Linked DNA regions of Salmo salar: region 1 is linked to region 2. A link is a contact called in public Hi-C data. All regions are on one chromosome and are shown on one strand. The core of a region is the stretch at or near the end of the contact, and the rest is flanking DNA. Distances in the headings are between cores, read along the strand shown. Region 1 overlaps ssbp4 (single stranded DNA binding protein 4). Region 2 holds the start of ssbp4 (single stranded DNA binding protein 4).

The links. A called contact is a pair of places that touch in the nucleus more often than the background predicts.
Region 1: a contact with region 2 is called in a Hi-C map of muscle, with 4 times the contacts expected there. The contact joins the enhancer-like site here to the promoter of ssbp4 in region 2. A contact is called at or near these places in 2 of 3 Hi-C or Micro-C datasets (gill and muscle).

What each region holds. Positions count from the first base shown.
Region 1 is chrssa23:32,278,837-32,282,011 of Ssal_v3.1, forward strand. The region is part of intron 4 of ssbp4 (single stranded DNA binding protein 4); the gene reads left to right. Among protein-coding and RNA genes, the nearest start is that of LOC100194916, 40 kb to the right of the region's middle. Within about 2 kb of position 1,410, at least 5 of the 13 cell types and tissues checked have an H3K27ac peak or open chromatin away from gene starts, as enhancers often do. A contact at or near this core is called in muscle, where this site is marked.
Region 2 is chrssa23:32,197,060-32,200,569 of Ssal_v3.1, forward strand. It overlaps ssbp4 (single stranded DNA binding protein 4), which reads left to right and starts at 1,438. Exons shown (of 18, transcript XM_014169744.2): 1 at 1,438-1,668. The coding sequence starts at 1,613.

The DNA of each region.
Region 1 (3,175 bases), core at 160-2,659, 82 kb after region 2:
GTGTGATAGTTGGGTTGGATAAATAAGAATGTAAGGTGAAAATTAAATGTTCTTTTATTTTTGTTATCACTCCTGTTGGCTCCCCCACGTGGGGGTTCATGCTCTCTGATTGGCTCAAAGTCATGTTGTTGGCCACTTACGAGCATTGCCATTCTACAAATAGAAAGAGCAGGTTTGTTGCTACTGGGTCGGCACACAGCAGGTACCGCTTTAGTTCTAGCAAGAGAAGGAACAGCCTCCAACTGTGATAAGTACCTATCGGCATTCTATCGGCAGTGAGATTCTCTGTGCGTTTCATTCTTTACAATAATAGGCAACCAGGAGATGGCCAAGCGGCTATTAGCTCATATCTGGCTTGGCTAGTATGTTCTATGATGGCTATGGCATGGTTAGGATATGATGTTGCTGCCATATGATAGTGCCATGTGTGTCCCTCTCCCTGGTACTGTGCGTGTCTGGGATGATGTTCTGTGGTATCTGGCTGTGGGTGAGGAGTCTTCCTGATGGAGCCCTGGCTCAGGCCCTGGCCCTGGCATTGACACAGCCCCACTGAGCAGCCTGTCGTCGTCACGCCACGGATCAGCGGCTGGCGACCTTATTTTAGGCGACACCAGGTGCCGGGTGTTTAGTGCTTGTTACATGATCCAGAGCAAATGTGCAGGGGGTCCATGTGCGACCCTGAGGGATAGAAGGAGAGAGTAGGAATAAAAGTGGGACTGGTCCTGTGACTGGGTCAGCCTGGTCTGTCTGCTGGAGTTGAGGAAAGGTCAGAGATTGGGTTGAGGTGCCAGGAATAGGGGTGTGAGATGCCTGGGTGTCTGCAGGCCATGTGAGCCCCCCAGCGGGGAGGCCTGCCCCACCCGGCCCACACACCGCCCTCCCAAACCCCAGATCAGCAGAACAATAGCTGGTCAAAGAAGGACAGTTTCATCCCCCCTCCTTCCGCTCTCTGTCCCTCACATCTTTCTCTAGCTCTGTTTTTCTCTCTCTCTCTCTGCCCTCATCTCTAACCCCTCCTTTTTCTTTCTTTCTCTCCTCTGTCCAGCACGCACAGATTCTCGCTCCTCTGCGCTCCCTCTCTCTCCCTCTTTCTCTGCCTCTCTTTCTCCTCTCTCTCTCTCTCTCTCTCTCTCTCTCTCTCTCTCTCCCTCTCTATCGTAAACACGATGCTTTCTCGATCTGAGATGCCTGAGGGACAGAGCACAGACAGGAGCTGTCACCATGACAACGGCTTCTGTGAGCTGCCTGACACCCAGACTCTATTGGCTGGGGGTTGGTGGTGGGGTGGGGGTGGGGGGGGGGTAGGAGAGTGGAGGCAGACGACCCCATTTCTCCTCCAGGGACTCTGCGACCTGCTCATGTTCACATGCAGAATTAGCATAAAGAGAGGGAGAAGGAGGCAGTCTGGGCACTGTGTGTTAAAGGGTGTGGGGGCGTGTCCATAAGGGATCTCCCCTAGGTCCTAGTGGCCATGTCTATTCTTGGCCAGACTGAAGCCAAGAGACTTGTAGTGTCATTTTAGAAGCTGTGATATGTTATTTTATATAGGCCTAGTATATGAATCATACATCAGTTTCAATGTACTGTAAGATGATACTCTCAAAGTGCCTTCTAGCGCATGCAGTTATCTCTCTCTCTGCGTGTGTGTGTGCGCGCCTTCGTGTGTGTTTGTTCACTAACTGACCCCTGCTGACTGTAAAACAAGCGATGTCTCCATAGCATTAGTTGGCCTATGTGCGTTTCAACAACAGTAGCTTGTGAATGGCCTGCTCTAGTCTCCTCAGATCAGCCCTCTGAGTCCCTCCTCCCCATCCCTCTTACACACCCTTATCTGGAGAAGCATCTTGGATCAGATCTAAACTCGCTGGATTACTGGGGTCCCACTGTTTCTCCCTTTCAAAGTTAAAGACCCAATGTTCTGGGTGATGTTTTTTCTAGTTTTGTGTAACCCTGGTTGTATGTGCTGCACCTGCCAATTCTGTGGCTAGCTGTGAGTTTGGGCTGAAAGATCTTGCGTTCATTGATGAAGAAAAAATGGAAGCCTTGACTTCTGAAATACCACCATGGTTCTGATGTGACGTGAGGCCAGAAACCAAGGACTGACTCTGGTTCTAAACAAACTTTTGCAGCCCTAAAATGTGTGCATTCCTCCTGAATTAATATCATTACGATTGTTTGCATTTCAGTTTATTGCATTTGATCCAGAGAAACCTGGAAGATCCACTTTTCTTAAATTTCATGAACACCTGTTCATGAAACTTTCTTAATTGATCTTGCAAGATTAAATTCAAAGCACAGAGGCAATGGTTCTGACTGAGATACAGTGGACTGTTGATGTGGCTGAAATCTTTTCCGTGTTTGCATTACCTGCGGAATGGCTGTGAAATGCAGTGCACCGTGTTTATGTGGAGTTTGGCAGGCTGCCGCCTCAGCTCTAAGTGAACATAGCTAATAAACTCTGTATGAAAGAGGGAGAAAAGAGAGCAAGAGAGATGAGAGGAGAGTGAGGGGGAGAGCGAAGGAGAGGAGAGGAGAGTAAGGGACTGGAGGGAGAGGCAATGAGAGGCAGGAGGAGGAGGGAGAGAGTGTGAGATCAGGGCGGTCTGCCTCTCTGTGATCACTGACATATTTAGACTAATAATTGAGGAGGGGGAGCATGTGGCTATGAATACGGTCCCTTGTGTTGATCTGTGTCTGTGTGGGCTCATGTCTTTGCCTGTTTGTTGGTGTGTATCCATACACCCTAGAAGGAGTAAACGTCTCTAGCTGTGCCTGAAAATGCGTTTCAGTATCCCTTTCCAGTAGGCAGCAATGTACTGTGTCACAGAGAGAGGGTCAAAGGGCGGTTGCTACCAAATCAAAACCAGAAGTTGAAAAAGAGGCACAGAGAGGGGGTCGCAGCACTGCTACAGGACAGCCTGTGGGGTTGGGGAGGTAAGGCCCAGGGGTCGGATGGGAGAGTGGCTGGCTGGGAGGAGGGGTGCTGTTAGAGGGGGTAAAATACTGAGGAAACCGCTCAGAACAAACCAAACAGGAGTAAACCATAAGCATGTTTCACTCCTATGAATCCCCTCCGCTGAGGAGTCTACTGGGCTTCTTGGCCAGCTACTGGAGCCCCTCTCACAACAAAAGTAATGGGGGGGTCTCTCACTCACTCTCTCTGTCTCTCTCTCTC
Region 2 (3,510 bases), core at 188-2,687:
ATACAAAAAACAAATGTATGAAAATGTATGCATTCACAACTGTAAGTTGCTCTGGATAAGAGTGTCTGCTAAATGACTAAAATGAAGGCATCCGTTTGCTCTGCATTAAATTATTCAACCTGTGATTAATTATCATTTGGCCCCCCCACAATGGGAGGAGCTGGGGGAATTCCTCTGCTGGACAGCAATTTATAGATTTTTTCTTCCAACTGTAGAATATCTGAAATGGTTGCTACACTACACATATCCATTGTGTTTCTATTGACATTGTATAACAAAGACGTTTGCTACAGAGGAAGGTTGCTCGGTGCAGTGTGGTGGTCTATGAGGGTTATTTTTAACCATATCAAAACAATAAATAATTGAACCTGAGTAGCTCCACCCCCAGCCACTTAGGATCTTAACGATAGAGGCAGAACGTAGCAATTCAAATCGATCATTAGGTGACATTGAAAATAAGTTGAGGCAACAACTGACAATAAGAAGGGGGGGCAGTTGACTTTTTAGGTCTCTCAGTTGAGGTTACTCGACAGGCAAAGGCTACAACTCTCCAGACTAGCTGCCTGCTTTACATTCACTCCCCTTTAAACTCCTCTCATCATCAACCTCAGCTCTTTGATACAGGTCATGGCACCAATGTAACCGACTGGTTTAAACCCTGGCTGTTGATGCTCACCCCTCCAACTAGCTTTTGGTCTGAAGACTACAATGTTTTTTATGTCCCAGACAAGGTTCCTCATCATGTGATTCTATGAATCACTAAAGAATTGGTACAACACTAAGCAAGAGATGACAACAACTCCTACAACACTAAGCACACACTAAATATCTACTTTGGCTCACCAACAGGCAAAATGATGTCCTCATTCAAAAATAATAATACATAATTGACTCAGTTGCGAAGCACAACACTGTAACTGCTACATTTTGGGGAGACTGCGACTCATTATTTTGATACGTTTTCACGCAGGCAGTAGCCTTTCACACAATGGTCAGTTTGGCTATTTGTGTAATTCAATTAGCTACCATGAAATGTATTTGTCCAACCCCTCAGCTACCTAGGACTGCCCAGTAAATTAAGTCAATTTTGGTGTGCGGATAAAACGGGCTTGAGCCTTTGGTCAATCCAGTAGTCCTTTTTGAATTTATGATTTGAGAAATGTAAACCATCAGTTAGTGATAGGGCAAAAACCAAAACGTGCCCCCTTTGGGATCCCAGGGGGCGAGTTTGGGAAATGCTGGCCTAAATGGAGGACTTCAGTTTTTCCTATCTCAATTGCTTACATGTTTCTGAGGTCAGTAAACAAGAAGCGTGTGCGTTCCCCTTTAAGAAGCCCCCACCATTCCCTAGCGGAGGGAGTGTGAATGCATTCTCGAACAGCGGTTGAGGGGGAAAAAAATCCACCACCGGTCTGTTTCAAGTTCCCCCAATAGAAACTGTGCCTGATTTGTGGCCAATGTTGGAGATGTGAAAAAAAGGAGGAGGAGGAGGAGGGGGGAGGAGGAGGATAAGGAAAAACACTAAAGGGGTAGCTATGGAGATAGAACGTTTGGCTGGCTGCTTTCTTTGACAGGTGTTGAGTGGGGTAAAAGTCTTAAAACAGAATCCAGCATGTACGCTAAAGGTAAAGGAGCTGTCGTCCCTTCCGATAGCCAAGCGAGAGAAAAGTAAGTGAATTATGCACTATTTAAGAGTTTCACCTGGTTAAAAGGAATCTCCAACTTTCTAAACTATAGCTACCATAATGTATAGGTCTGTACATTACTCACTCGCTCTCCTGAGTGTTGTTTGCTCCCGCGGTGGTACGTCTCTAACTTTTTTTTCTTCTTCTACTTTCTCGTTCTTTTAGAGGATATTTATTAAAACATGATCGCAACATTATCGCAATCAACCGAATAGTTGTTCATTTGGGGTTATAAATGTATCGCTGTCTAGAATGTAAATATCAAATATAGCGCCCATGCAGCGATTGCAAGAAATAACGTAATTGCTACTTCGAACAACGATTTTGTGCATGACATTCTATTTTAGAAGATATGGAATCTAAGTATGTTGTTTTTCTGTAAGCAGTTGCATGCAGCATGGACGCAGACTCACATATTGTTTGAATGTGCAAAGTTTTGAGAGACGAGTTTCTAGGGATTTTTAAAACGCAATCGACCCATACAGTAGGTTTACTAGATATCTTCTCTAGACGTCTTATTATAGATTTCTTCTTACTCCATTCGTGTTAATGAAGAATTTGTGCTGGACATCCCACCTGAGCAAATGAACAGAAGTTCTGACTTGACTGTTAAATAAACTTTAGTTACACCTACGTAAACTTGTAAGCGTGGTATATGTAAGCAATGCAGCCTAACACCAATGTTAAGAGGAGTGTTACTGTAAAATGTTTGAAAAGCCTTGGACTAACACTTACGAACAAAATAACCTCAATCCTTTTGAACTAATTTGTCCAAATATCAAAGTGTCTAATTTGTGAGGCTTTGAATATTAATAATGGCTATATCATAGTACAAGCTAAGCCTTTATCCTCTTTGGGGGAAGGCAAAGAAACTGCCATAACTTTTAAAGTGTCAAATTAACGATTTTGATTATAAGTGGAGGCACAGATTTTAACCAGTGCTTTGCATAAAGGCAACATCTTATGTACTTTGTTGCTTTCTATGCGACACAAGCTATTGTGTTGTGATCCTGATATGGTCATCACTTTGTTACATATTTAGCCTGCACACATGATGTAACGATGACTGTCACAACTATGAACCGAGTTTGTTGTCCCAAGATCACAAAGATAATGTGGAGACGTCGATCAAGGCACCTGGATAGCAGTGCTTCTCATGTTGCTTTTTTTCTCCTGCATGAATAAATACAGTACGTTTATCATGGAGAAACAGTACCTCATTTCAAACTCTCCTATGTAGGCTTTTGATGCTTATCCAGATGTTTGTATTTTGTTTAAAATACAGTACCAGTCAAGTTTGGACACACCTACTCATTCAAGGGGTTTTCTTTATTTTACTATTTTCTACATTGTAGAATAATAGTAAAGGCATCAAAACTATGAAATAACACATATGGAATCATGTAGTAACCCAAAAGGTTTTAAACAAATAAAAATATATTTTATATTCTTCAAAGTAGCCACCCTTTGTCTTGATGACAGCTTTGCATGCTCTTGGCATTCTCTCAACAAGCTTCATGAGGTAGTCACCTGGAATGCATTTAAATTAACGGGTGTGCCTTGTAAAAAGTCAATTTATGGAATTTCTTTCCTTCTTAATGCGTTTGAGCAATCAGTTGTGTTGTGACAAGGTAGGGGAGGTATACAGAAGATAGCCCTATTTGATAAAATACCAAGTCCATATTATGGCAAGAACAGCTCAAATAAGCAAAGAGAAACAACAATCCATCATTACTTTAAGACATGAGGGTCAGTCAATCTGGAAAATTTCAAGAACTCTGAGAGTTTCTTCAAATGCAGTCGCAAAAACCATCAAACATTATGA